Linked DNA regions of Mus musculus: all the other regions are linked to region 1. The links are chromatin contacts, called in public HiChIP or PLAC-seq and promoter capture Hi-C maps. All regions are on one chromosome and are shown on one strand. The core of a region is the stretch at or near the end of the contact, and the rest is flanking DNA. Distances in the headings are between cores, read along the strand shown.

What was found. Promoter capture Hi-C pulls out the DNA fragments that hold promoters and counts their contacts. HiChIP or PLAC-seq counts read pairs in DNA pulled down with a chosen protein or histone mark.
Region 2: a contact with region 1 is called in an H3K4me3 HiChIP or PLAC-seq map of embryonic stem cells, with 6 times the contacts expected there. The contact joins the promoter of 1700012H19Rik here to the promoter of Cog1 in region 1. A contact is called at or near these places in 3 of 39 promoter capture datasets (the 3T3-L1 cell line, cranial neural crest and stem cell-derived epiblast-like cells), 6 of 115 datasets of contacts at active chromatin or transcription factors (the NIH/3T3 cell line, astrocytes, embryonic limb bud and 2 more) and 1 of 9 other capture datasets (embryonic stem cells).
Region 3: a promoter capture Hi-C map of pre-B cells shows a contact between it and region 1, with 7 times the contacts expected there. The contact joins the promoter of 4932435O22Rik here to the promoter of Cog1 in region 1. A contact is called at or near these places in 1 of 39 promoter capture datasets (pre-B cells), 1 of 115 datasets of contacts at active chromatin or transcription factors (embryonic midbrain) and 1 of 9 other capture datasets (embryonic stem cells).
Region 4: a contact with region 1 is called in an H3K4me3 HiChIP or PLAC-seq map of bone marrow-derived macrophages, with 11 times the contacts expected there. The contact joins the enhancer-like site here to the promoter of Cog1 in region 1. A contact is called at or near these places in 4 of 115 datasets of contacts at active chromatin or transcription factors (T-cell acute lymphoblastic leukemia, bone marrow-derived macrophages, large pre-B cells and 1 more) and 1 of 9 other capture datasets (adipose tissue).

Annotation. Positions count from the first base shown.
Region 1 is chr11:113,647,971-113,650,983 of GRCm38.p6, reverse strand. It overlaps Cog1 (component of oligomeric golgi complex 1), which reads right to left and starts at 1,455. Exons shown (of 14, transcript NM_013581.3): 1 at 1,109-1,455. The coding sequence starts at 1,423. It also overlaps a transcript of Slc39a11 not described here.
Region 2 is chr11:112,823,579-112,826,591 of GRCm38.p6, reverse strand. It overlaps 1700012H19Rik (RIKEN cDNA 1700012H19 gene), which reads left to right and starts at 1,464. Exons shown (of 2, transcript NR_130164.1): 1 at 1,464-1,679.
Region 3 is chr11:114,447,296-114,450,308 of GRCm38.p6, reverse strand. It overlaps 4932435O22Rik (RIKEN cDNA 4932435O22 gene), which reads left to right and starts at 1,449. Exons shown (of 3, transcript NR_027643.2): 1 at 1,449-1,637.
Region 4 is chr11:113,048,967-113,051,979 of GRCm38.p6, reverse strand. All of the region lies in intron 2 of 2610035D17Rik (RIKEN cDNA 2610035D17 gene), which reads left to right. Among named protein-coding and RNA genes, the nearest start is that of Gm39467, 84 kb to the left of the region's middle. Within about 2 kb of position 1,484, at least 8 of the 459 cell types and tissues checked have an H3K27ac peak or open chromatin away from gene starts, as enhancers often do. A contact at or near this core is called in bone marrow-derived macrophages, where this site is marked.

The sequences.
Region 1 (3,013 bases), core at 206-2,705:
CAGAGACGTCAATGTTCCAAATCTCAGTTGTCCTTACTGGGGAGGAGCCACACCTAACTCACTCCTTCCTTCCGAACTATTACATTAAATGGACATGTGGCGATTAATCACCTTTATGCTAAACTATTTTCTACTGCCATTCTAAATTATTCATATTTTAAAAATTCAATTTCCCAAGAATTTCTTTCTTTAATTAGAATGTAAACTTCAAGAACATCTTGGGAGGCTCCTGTTTATGATTTGAACGGAGAGGGCATTCCCCCAGAAATGCACCAGCCATAACCATGAAAATCAATCCATTTCTAAGACTGGGCTTACATAGTTGAAGCTAGCCAGCTAAGTCTGTCCATTTGGGAAGGGGGCTGTACTTAATGTGTAGCTTAGGGAGTGACAGGCTGACAAAGTTCCAACCTTCTTTGCCCACGTTCATTATACTGCCCTAGTTTTTTTGGCTTGGATTTTCTGACACCTAAGTAGCGCAAGAAAGCTGGCTCCACATGTGGGCTAGTGTGCTTTTGTAATTTCTTCTTCTGTTACAGTAAGTTCTCCTAGGTTAAAAACTATTTACCCTCGGCGCCCTCTGCTCATTCCTAAGCCAACACCCAATGTCAGAATTCGATCCGCATCGGGTCTTAAACGTTTCATGGGAGGACATCAGGATACCCTGAGTTTTTTAAACCAGCCTGAAATGAAACTGCTCACCTATTAAAAGGGGGAGGGTCTGACGGCTGAGGCTACCCTCCCCCAATTCTCCAGGCTCGGTCGGGCTCAGGGTGGGATGGGGAATGAATGAATGACTTTGACAGGAAGGTGTGAGCTAACGGGAGAGATCTGACAGTCGAGAGACCCCTGGCGTTTTCAGTTAAAAGGGAAGGAGAGCGCAGCGAACCCACGGGAGGCGAGGGAATCGTCCGGAAGTCCGGGAAGGCTCCCGGAGCAAAAGGCCGGCTGGCTTTTCGGCAGCGGACCAGCGTCCCGAGGAAGGCCCGCAGACGCCTCCCGGTAGCCCGCGGCGGCGAGGGGCGGGCTCCTCCGGCGGAAGGTGAGGGGTGGGGTCCGCCGGGCGGCGGGGGCGGAGGGACGTGGCGGGTTCGGATCCCGGACTGACCTGCGGGGCCCGTGGGACCCGGGGCGCCACGGAGCCGGCCTGGCGGAGGCGGGCGCAGTATTGATCGGTGGCCTGCACGGCGTCCACCAGGCCCTCGGCGCAGCGGCGCATCTGGCCGATGGTGTCCGCCGCCTCGATCAGGTCGCGGTACCGCTCGCCCACCATCTGCCGCAGCTCCTCCTTCTTGTGTTCGATCTCGGCTCGGACCTGGCGCTCCAGCCCGCGGATCTCCTCCGCTCCATGAGTCTCGAAGAGCGCGTTGGGATCGCGCAGATCCAGCCGCTTGAGCGCGGAGGAGGCGGTCGCGGCCGCCATGGTGCTAAGCCAGGGATCCGCCGGCCGCTTCCGCCTGCCAGCCCCGCCCCGCCCTCCCGCCATCATGGATGGGGGCGGAAGTGCTTCCGCCAGGTCGGGAGCCTCGGTGGTCCCAGGGACTGAGCCTCGGTGGCAGTGCTGCTCTCCAGAGCTTATTTTTTACTGTTACAATCTCCCTTCTCTCTCCTTCACTCTTCCTTCCTTCCCTCTTCCTCCCCATTCTCACCCTATGTAGGTGGAGTACGTGCGACAGAAACAGATGCGCGCGGAGGTCATAAGTTGCAGGAGGCTCACTCCTGCCATGAGGATCTCAGTATAGAATTTTAGATGGAATTTTATCGGCTTTGGCGGCAATCGCCTTTGCCTGCTGTGCCATCTCGCCTACCCTGAGCGCTCGTTTCCTTAGAGAAGCGAAATAGTTAAGGTTGTACTTGGTGGTCAAAGTCTTAGTGGCCCGGAGCCCCTTGCGTCGCACCCAAACCCTTTCCTGGGGAGGGAAGAGCTTCACCGTGGGGTTCATTATGGTAAAGATGCACGTATGGTCGTGTTGCTGTCGGTCTTACATGCATGCACGCTTTTGCCTTCGATAGACCATCACAGCAACCAGGACTGGGCCTTGGGACTCTTCCCTTAGGACTTGGCAGCTGGAGATCTGAGTGACGGCTGTGGTCCACCTTGTTACCTGGGTCTTCTATTTTATTTAAATATTGTTTAGTGGCCACAAAATGGGTTTCCCTGTTACAGGCCTCCTGTGGTGGAGAACGATGGGGAGTCCATGATGCCAGAGGATTGGACATCCTGAGATTGACCCAGTAAGAAAACCTGGACGTTCTGGCTTGCTGTTCATAAGTCCGTTCAGGGCCCTTCGTTTTGGAAAAGTTTGCTGAAGAATTCTTTCCTATGTTAACACAGAGAAAACAGTATTGTGTGTTCAGCAGCCCTGTACCACAGACAGCCTCTGGGTTTTCTCTCCCGTTCACCACTGCCACTACTTCGAGGCAAATGTCACAGCAATAGATTGATATCTAAATAAGGGGGTTTACTTACGACATTCCAGCAAGAAGAGTCCCTGCTCTATGCACAACTGAAGCCCAGGGAATTTTACTTACCTCGGGGAAGGGGGTTAACTCAGAACTCAAGCCACTTGGCTTGAGATACCGCCTACGCGTCAGAGTTCCCCCAGCACAGCGCGCCCCCTGGTGGCGCAGCGGTGACGTGCAGTCCTTTCTATAGTCCCGCGCTACCGGCTGCTTTGGTGCTGTTTTGCTTCTGAGCCTGCAGAATCTGTCTTCCGTGTTTGGAAGCGCTTCTCTGTCAGGCAGAAACTTTCCCCAGGACTTCTTGCACCTACTGTGCCAGCCTGGGGCCTGGGACTGGTCCACAAGACCTTCTTGGGCCTTTGAAGGCAGCGATGCCCTGGTGCAGGGATTTCAGCCTTGTAGAGGCTAGGTCTCACCCACAACACCTAGTGTGCAGGACTGGCAGGGACAGTGGCTGCAGCTGTAGTTTCAGGTGCCAGCGCTGGTGATGGGTATCTGCAGGTTGGATCACCCTGTGGTATACCTTGGATTAGGAATGTTCGCCCTCTCT
Region 2 (3,013 bases), core at 215-2,714, 820 kb after region 1:
TTCATGCTTGGTGTCATTCTTTGACAGGGGAATCTCCTCTGACTAATGGGTCCTTTAAAGACTGGAAGGTCCCTGCTAGCATTAGGAGCCTCTCCTAGATCTTTAGAAGCTGTCCCTCTGTACTTTTAATATGCATGGTACCTCACCTATTGACTTCATAGAATGGATTGATTTACATATTGCTTTGCATGTGATTTGCATCACATTAGGTTATTCCTTCTTCCAATGAATATTTATCAGCAGTCACATACCATGGAAGATGCTATATAATGTGAACTTCGGAATAAGATGCAAAATCCTCTATGCCAAACCTTTGTCGCTTTTTACTCCCAGCCTCTAGCCTTTTTCCAGCATGCTAATCCATTTCCCCGCCTACTTTTTGGGGGGGACAATTTTTTATTTTTGTGGGGGGAGACAATTTCTTAATAAAAGATGATCTTGAGATAATGGCTGGTACCTGAGAAATCAGAAACACTGGCCCTTCAAGACATTTTCCCAGTAACATTGTGGACTTATTTAGGAGTTTCCTTTTAGATCCAACAGGAGTCTAGTGTCTGGCTTTCATGAGCCTTGGGAACACAGCAGAAGCAACCAGGACTTTATCCCTCTTAATGTTGAAGAAGTCAAAGTGGAGCTATGGATCTTAGGAAGAATGTTCCAAACATTATTTTACAGTTCCTCCTCCCCGAACCTCCACCTTAGACAAGCTTAAGCACAATTGGAAGCTACATGAGATTCGATGCAATGTCTATTTTCCAGATTCTGTTTTGTTCCAGGGCTCTGTTGCCTGAAGGAAGAGACACAGTGAAAAAGTTGCCTGCGAGAGCTCACAGTGTGTCTTCTCCATCCATATGTTACTCTCCTGTATCCATTTGAAGGTGCTGTCCTTGCCTGATGGCCGTGTTATGCCTGTAAGCTTGTACAATGCATCTGTCCTAATTGCTTCAGAGAATCCCCTACTGGCAGATCATGGACCCTGTAGGAGACGATGCCATTGTAGATGTCAGATTGGTCCTGATCTTGCTTTTGCAACAAATCCACTCAGGACGATGAATTGCAGGATCCAAAAGGATGACTAGCAAAGCCCTCTTCCAAATGGCAAGGCTAAGATCTGGCTCTCTCCTTCTCCTCATCACTCCATCTTGGAGTCCTTGGCCTCGAGTCACATGAACCGGAGTTTGCAAGCTGTTTCAGTGGTCCAGCTGCAATGTCACTTCGGCCCTTGTTCCAGGACTCTGTAACAGCACAGCACAATTGTAAGGAAGACTGGGAATTGGGGATAGGTTATGACCAAAATCCTACATACCTCACTGTGGGCCCCAGAGGAGTCATCTTCCATAGCCTTCATTACCTCCTCCACTGAAAAATGGGGATAATGCCCTCTAGACTGTAGGGCTCCTGTGTTAACACTGATAACAATAACACTGACAGAATGTTTAGAATCACCTAGGAAACAGCCTGTTGTCATGACCATGACCATGACCATGACCATGACCATGATGGAGTCTCTAGACTGGGTAAATTCGGGTGGGAAATCCCAATCTAAATATGGGCAGCACCATGGGCTGAAATCCTGGACACAATGAAAAAGAGAAACTACACACTGGGACCAGAAGATCCTGCCATCTAAGATCCTGCCACCCTAAGATCCTGCCATCTCGCCTTCCTCACCGTCACAGGTTGTCTCCCTCAAACCTGAGCCCAAAGAAACCTTTCTGAAGTTGCTTTTGTAAGATAACTTTCTCAGAGCAATGAGAAAATCATCCCATGCCATCTCGTGAGGGTCAAAGAGAATCTACTTCGGAAGGTACCCCTCAACACAGTGCCAGGCACAGACAGGAGCCACAGGAGTGCTCCCCGTTCCTCCTCCCTGCTAGTTTCTTGTTAAGCCCGTAGGGAAAGATGAGGCAGAACGGGTCACAGATGGTTTTAATTGGGTGATCCAGGATATGCAAAGATACCCTGTGGATTCCTGGCCTGTCTTCTCAAGACAAATTAGTACCATGTAACTGTTTGAAAAGAACAGGTTCTCCTAGTCCACTCTGTGTCCTTCCTAAGGTTTTGGGTCTGTGTCATAAGAATAAAGGACACTGCCTATGAACACTAGGATGCTGAATTTTAAAGCCATAGTAGTTGGCTGGATGGCTCTTGTGAGCTGCACAGAGAGAGGGGCAAGAGGCACGGCCTTCAGATTAGGAACCCCGTGCCAGGAGCTGACTCAGTGTGCCTTTGTTTATTGGGGAAGCTGGAGGTGGGTGGAGGTTGTGTGTACAGATGGGCTGTCTCTGACTCAAGTCTCTAAGGTTTGGGAAACACTCTTTGGAAAGGCTTGGCTGACACCTAGGCTGCACATGTCCTGTGACACAGACACAGACGGAGACACAGACACAACACATACAGAGACACAGACAGACACACACACACATACACTAAATAAATAAATGCAATAAAAAATAAGAAGAAAAACATACTATGTGCTACAAATAATACAAATTGAATGGTAGTGGTGGTGGTTTTAAAATTTAATTGTTGGAGATTAGCGAGATGGCTCCGTTTCAAAAAATACTTGCTCCTCTTCTGGAAGAGTTTGGACCTCAGCGCCTACATCAGATAGGGCTTTAAACAACTGCCAACTCCAGGTCCAGGTATCCTGATTCTCTCTGGCAGCATCCAGGGACACCTGCACACACGTGGGGCACCCCCACCACCACCCACACACACATAATTTTAAAAATCAAAATAAATCATCGAAAGAAAATTATCTTTGTGAGAGCTGGGTGTGGTGGCGCACACCTTTAAACCCAGCACTTGCAAGGCAGAGGCAGGGGAAGCTCTGAGTTTGAAGCCAGCCTGGTCTATAAGGTGAGTTTCAGGACAGCCAGATCTGTTACACAGAGAAAGCCTGATATATATATATATATATATATATATAACTAGAAAAAAAGGTATTTGATGGTACAGGGCTAGCTTTGTAAGGATGTTCCCCCTGACTTCTCTGCACTCCCTTCCTTGG
Region 3 (3,013 bases), core at 200-2,699, 800 kb before region 1:
GCAGATTCACCACACGGCATCCAGTAAAAGGCCGATTAGTAAGACGGCTTGATTTTATCTTTCTGAAATCTGGAGCTAAAGTAGACCTGCTATGGAGTCTCTATACGGTGTCTTAGGTCATAGCTGTGCTTTTCAATTTGGAGGTGGCCCAAACTGGCTGGCCTGGGTTGGTTCAGGCTGTATTACAGGATGGCACATTAGTTATGTCTACTCTACTCTTGCATGTTTGCATACCTGGTGTTGTGGTTTGAATATGAATGGTTCCCAAAGGCTCCTATATTCAAGTGCTTGGTTCCCAGTTTGTGAAATTGTTTGGGAAGGATTAAAAGATGTGAACAACCTTGTTGGAAAAGGTTTCAAAAGCCCACACCATTCCCCGATAGCTCTCCCTCTGCCTGGTGCTTGTTTGTCAGACGGAAGTGCTCACCCACTGCTCCTCTGCCATGCCTGCCTGCCTGCTTCTTTTGTGCTCCCTGCCATGGTGACCTTCCCTGTTCATGGTGACCCATGAACCCCCAAATTAATTTTTTTTAAAAAATACATTTCCTTGGCTGTGGTGTTTTGTCATAGCAATAGAAAAGTAATTAAGACATGTGGTCAGTGTCAGAGGTTCAAGGCCACTTCCAGCCTCAAGAACACAGGCAGTCTTCACTGCATCATGGAGCCGCATATACTATTAGCCCAAATGAGCCATGTGGAGTGAGGGGAGAGGCATTACCAAGAGCCAGGACGTCCCATTCTCTGTTAAAGGAAAGATCTGGAAAACAGAGACCTACAATCTACTCTGCATATCCCCCACTGGTGATTTAACAGGACCCCACCCCCACCCCAATCCCGCTGTGTTCTCCCAACACCCATCTTCAACCTGTCACCTACCTGCTTCTTCAGTTTCCACTCCCCTGTGTCTCCCACATTGGAACATCATAAGTTCCGCACAAGTGGAAAGTTGTGTCTAGATCAGATCTGGCACATAACAGGTGGTCAGTGTGCATTCCTTGAATGGTCTAAATCTGATCCCACTACCCACGTCCACATCATGAGTTGTGATTCATTTTGTGTGGGAAAAGCAGCCACTATCCTAGCTCGGGGAGATGGACTGAAAAACCTCATCACGTTGGAAAACAAACCAATTTCCTGCACTGATTTGGAACCTCTGATGAGCCCGAAGAGTTGGAGATGTTCTAAAAATAACTCCCACAAAGCCTCACTGTGACAACACGTTTCTCCCCCTCTGACCTGCCCGATGGAGGGGCCCGGGCCTAATAAATTCAAACAACAGGGCATGCCAATCCCCAGAGACTTCACTCCTGGGGCTAAGATAATAATCCCAGGGTTTTGGCAGGCATTCCTGGATCGCACTCAGCTTCTCTTGCATGAAAGGACAGGCCGCCCCTGCCAAATGGAACCACCTTGGAGAAGCTGGCTGGGCTGCAAGTGCTATCCTCTGCAGTCAGCAACTGGCAAGTTCAACTGGTGTCTGTGGGGCGCCAGGCACAGCCTCTGTTAACCCTTTCACCGCCCGCCCTGAAGAGTGAACACCATTCTGCTCCCCACCGAAGATGGGAAGTGAACTCTCTTTCCTGATATGACAGGGACAGGAGATACCACAAAGCTTCAAGGTCAAGCCCGTGATTCAGGTTGGTACCCTTTCTACCAGGTCAAGTGGGTGGAAGGTTCTAGAACTACTGAAACTGGATTTTTCCAGGGGGTGAATAGGGCAGTGTTGGGACAGTACTGGGGTGTGTGTGTGTGTGTGTGTGTGTCCTGGCTTACCGTGTTCCCCAGTCCCTTCCAGGAGTCCTGGGGTCTGAAGGGAAAGTGGTGGCATCAATGCAGTCGGATGTGTGAGAAGCAGGGACAGACACCATTACAAGTCTTGACTAGAATCACAGCACCATAGACCCAGGAGTCTTCCCACCATTCTTAGCACCACTGCCATGTATTATCTATGATATTAATTATTTATCAGTAGTAGTTATAGCCATCACCACCACAGCTAGATCATTAATATTTACCAACAATTAATAGCATTAATATTTATTAATATTAATCTCCATTAATAAGATGTAGAAATGCTTGTCAATTTATCAATAAATATTAATGGTATAATATTTATTATAATAATGAATAGTTATCACAAATGCTATCCACCAGGCATTAACGAGCCTAGTATAAGGTTTGGGGAGAGGGCTCAGGCTCAGTTCAAATCCTCAACACCCGAATCAAAAGGCTGGTGGTGTGGTGAGCAGCTGCACATTAGCACTGGGGAGGCAGAGACAAGAGGATCCCTAGTGCTGAGAGCCAGCCAAGCTGGCTGAAGTGATGAGCGTCAGGTTCAATGAGAGACCCTGCCTCTAAACATAATATAAGCTGGAGAATGATTGAGAAAGACTCCCAGCATTGGCCTGGCCTTCACAAAACATGCACACATGTGTGTGCAAGAGTGTGTGTGTTTGGACACACACACCACACACATATACACAAGCACGCACTTACGTATGAACATGTACACTTTGTACACACACAGAAGAAAGTCTTAAGACATTATCAATTTTAAAAAATTGTATGTGCCTGTGTGTGTACTCGGACAAATTTATGTGCACTGTGTACATGTGGGTACCCATGGAAGCTAGAGGGCAAGAGATTCCTGCAGCAGGAGTTAGAGATGGTGGTGAACTGCCTGATATGGGTGTTTGAAACCGAGCCTGGGTCCTCCAAGAAAGCAGTAAGCACTCTTAATTGCTGAGCCACCTCTCTAGCACTTCGAAGGGAGAAATGAAAAGGTAAATGCAAAACCTACTATAGGTATTAAAATAATACACTTGACAGAAAAGGAAACTGAGGCACAGCTTAGGTTCCTGGATGAGCATAGCCTTCAATAAGCAATGGAGCTGGGGAGGGCCTGGCTGGCCAGTGCGAGGGCCCAGCCTTACGTTTACTTTCCATAATATCTGAGAAAGCAGATTCCCGGCTTCCACTTGAAATGTTATATTTATTGAGTGCTCTGGCGTCG
Region 4 (3,013 bases), core at 235-2,734, 600 kb after region 1:
TAGTCAGATGGGGGAGGTCGGCATCCTAGTCAGATGGGAGAGGCTGGGATCCTAGTCAGATGGGAGAGGTATTCTGGATGGACTAAGAAGATGGAGGAGGGGCATGGCGAGACAATGTTGGGTATCGGCTAAGTCCTTGACCCTGAGAGTTCCCTGTTGTACAGAATCACCTGTTAGAAGTTCTTAGGAACAGCCGGGGTCTGGGGATAGGCCTGGGCTGGGGCCTGGACTCCAATCCCCAGCGTCTTTGGTTCTGCCAGACCAGAGCAGCTGTGTCTCTTCTTCCTTATCCCAGGTAGCTGGAAGAGAGCTGCGTGGTAGAAGGCGGGACCCTCGGGAAAGGACAGCGGGTAGGCAGAGGCAAGACCTCTGCTCTGCAGTCCCCTAGAGACTCCTTGGCTTTCCCCACGGACTTTATAGGTTTACATCTGGTCCCGTGTCTTCCCACCTGGGCTACCAGGTGGGGCTGAAATAAAGAGGCAGGAAACAGGGAAGCCATTCATTCATTCCAGTCCTGCTCCATGTGGTGGCTGCTCTTGAGACTAGCAAAAATGTTAGCTGCTGCTCCCTCTCTCCCCGCCCTCCCTCCTGTGCTTTTTTTTTTTTCCTTGAGACAGGGTCTCACTATGTATACCTGACTGGCCTGGAACTCTAGATGTAGACCAGGCTAGATTCTTAACTCAACGATCCTCCTGCCTCCGCCTCCTGAGTGCTGGTATTAAAGGTGTGCACCACCATACCCAGCTCTCACACATTGCCTCTCTTCTTCCTCCCTTTCTTCCTCCTCCTTCCTCTCCCGTTCCCTGTCTTCCTCCTCTCTCCTTTTCTTTCTTCTCCTCACTTCCTCTTCTCTTCTGCGTCCTTCCTTTCTTCTTCCTCCCTCCTCCGCATCCTACACTTCCTTCGACATCCTGGACTCCATGATTCGAGCCAAGTGAAAAAAAAAAAAAGAAAAGGTTGGTCTTCCAAGTTAACATGCCCACTGATGTTGTCCGTGCCCAGGTCTTGTTTGTGCACTGTTGCTAGGTGACACAACCCCACAGCAGACCTCCCTGGCCTCTTTACACCTGTTCTTGCAGGCTGGTTCCCCAGCCCTAGATGTAGTTGTGTTGAGATGTGTGCTTGGAGCTGGGCTTCCCATGACCCTGCTGATCTCTCGACTGCATCCAGCTGTGGATTTCTGTAATGGCCTCACCACTTACTGGAAAGAGGAGAGGCTTTGAAGCACAATGAGAACTACTTCTCTGTAGATATAAGAGAAATCTCAGTGTCCCACCCCTGGGTACAGGCAGCTTATGACCCCTGAGAGAGGGAGAATTAGTCTCTCCCAGGGACAAGCCCCCTAACTGGTTATTCACTATAAAGTGGTCAGTCCTGAAACAGTATACACACAAACAATGAAGATGGCCTCCTCTGCCTCTCTGTCTCTCTCCCTCTCTCTGTCTATCTCTGTGTGTGTGTGTGTGTGTGTGTGTTTAAAATAATTGAAAAAAAAAAGAGGGAAGTCAGGGTGGAGAGAACGTGGGAAGGGTTGGAGGAAGGAAAGTCAAAGAGGAAATGATGTAATTACATTTTAATTAAAAGTATATTAAATTTTTTTTTAAAAAAAAGTTGGCTCAGGATTCTGTGAGCACAGTTGGGAATGAAGTAATGGATGGCATAGATGTCTCTGCAGGAGAAAGCACTGGCACCTTTGGACTGAATCCCTCCTCTCCAGGGAACAGAACACCAACTTATTCGACCCTCACACTTGACTTCTCCCTTGTTCCAGTCAGTTATAGACACATGGTCCAACTCCTCCTCTGCCTGCTTGGGTTCATGTCCTAGGTTCAAGACTAGCCACTGGAAAGGAATTCACCCTCTGCCTCTGTTCAAGTTCGTCTGTGGGGCTCTTCCTAGAACCCTGTATTCACAGAAGCTGGGGCTTTGCATAATTATTCATGTGAGAGACCAAAAGGGTGTCCTTACTGGAAATGGGAAATAGGCTGACCCAGCTGCCAGGAATTCCTTGCCATCCGTCCATGGGGATGCCTGCCCCCGAGCTGCTCCCAAGGCTGGCCAGCTCACTCCTGGTACAGCTTGGTCTTGGGAGCACCTGTGTGTTCCCCATCAGCAGACTCAGCACCTCCACACAGCCTGAAGCAGTTCTCCCCAGGTCCCGTGCCAGCTGCTGAGGTGCTGAACAAAGCCCGAGCTGGCTCCGCCCCATGCAGCTTCAACTCTACAGGCTCCTCCCTCGTCCATACTGACCTTATGGGGCTTGGCAGGTCCTGGCCATCGGAAGGTGGAAAAGCTTCCCAGGAGATTGTGATGTGCATCTAGGGTCAAGGAACAACTAAGGGTCGGGGAGGTGGCTCTCTGGGTTGAACACTTGCAACAGAAACATGAGGACTTGAGTTCTAATTCCCAAGCCCAATAAAGCTGGGTAGGGGTTTGTAAAGTATGCATCCGCAATCCCAGTATTCCTCCTGCAAAGTGGGAGGTGGGAACAGGAAATCCCTCGAAAGCTTGTAGGTCGGCTAGTGTGGTGTACACTATGACAAAAACCAGGGGACCCTGTCTCCAACTAAGGAGGAAGGCCTGGCCTGACGCTGGGGTTGTCCTCTGACCTCCTCAAGCATGAGCTGCTCCAGCCAAAGACTTGGTGTTTTGGTTTGTTATTATCTTCTTCCCTCCTCTTCCTCTTCCTCTTCCTCTTCCTGCTCCTTCACCTCCTCCTCCTCTTCTCCCTCCTCCTCCTCCTCCTTCTACCTCTCCTCCTTAATAAGGGAGTTGGAGACATGGTTCAGTGTTTAAGAACACGTGCTACTCTTAGAGAAGTCCTGAGCGAAGTTTCCACCACACACATTGGGTAACTTACAACCATCCTCAACTCCAGGGGATCAAACGCACTCTTCTGGCTTTCAATGGCACTACATGTGCTCGTCATACACACACACACACACACACACACACACACACACACACACACACACACGCACACACATACCCACACACAGGCACACACATACAC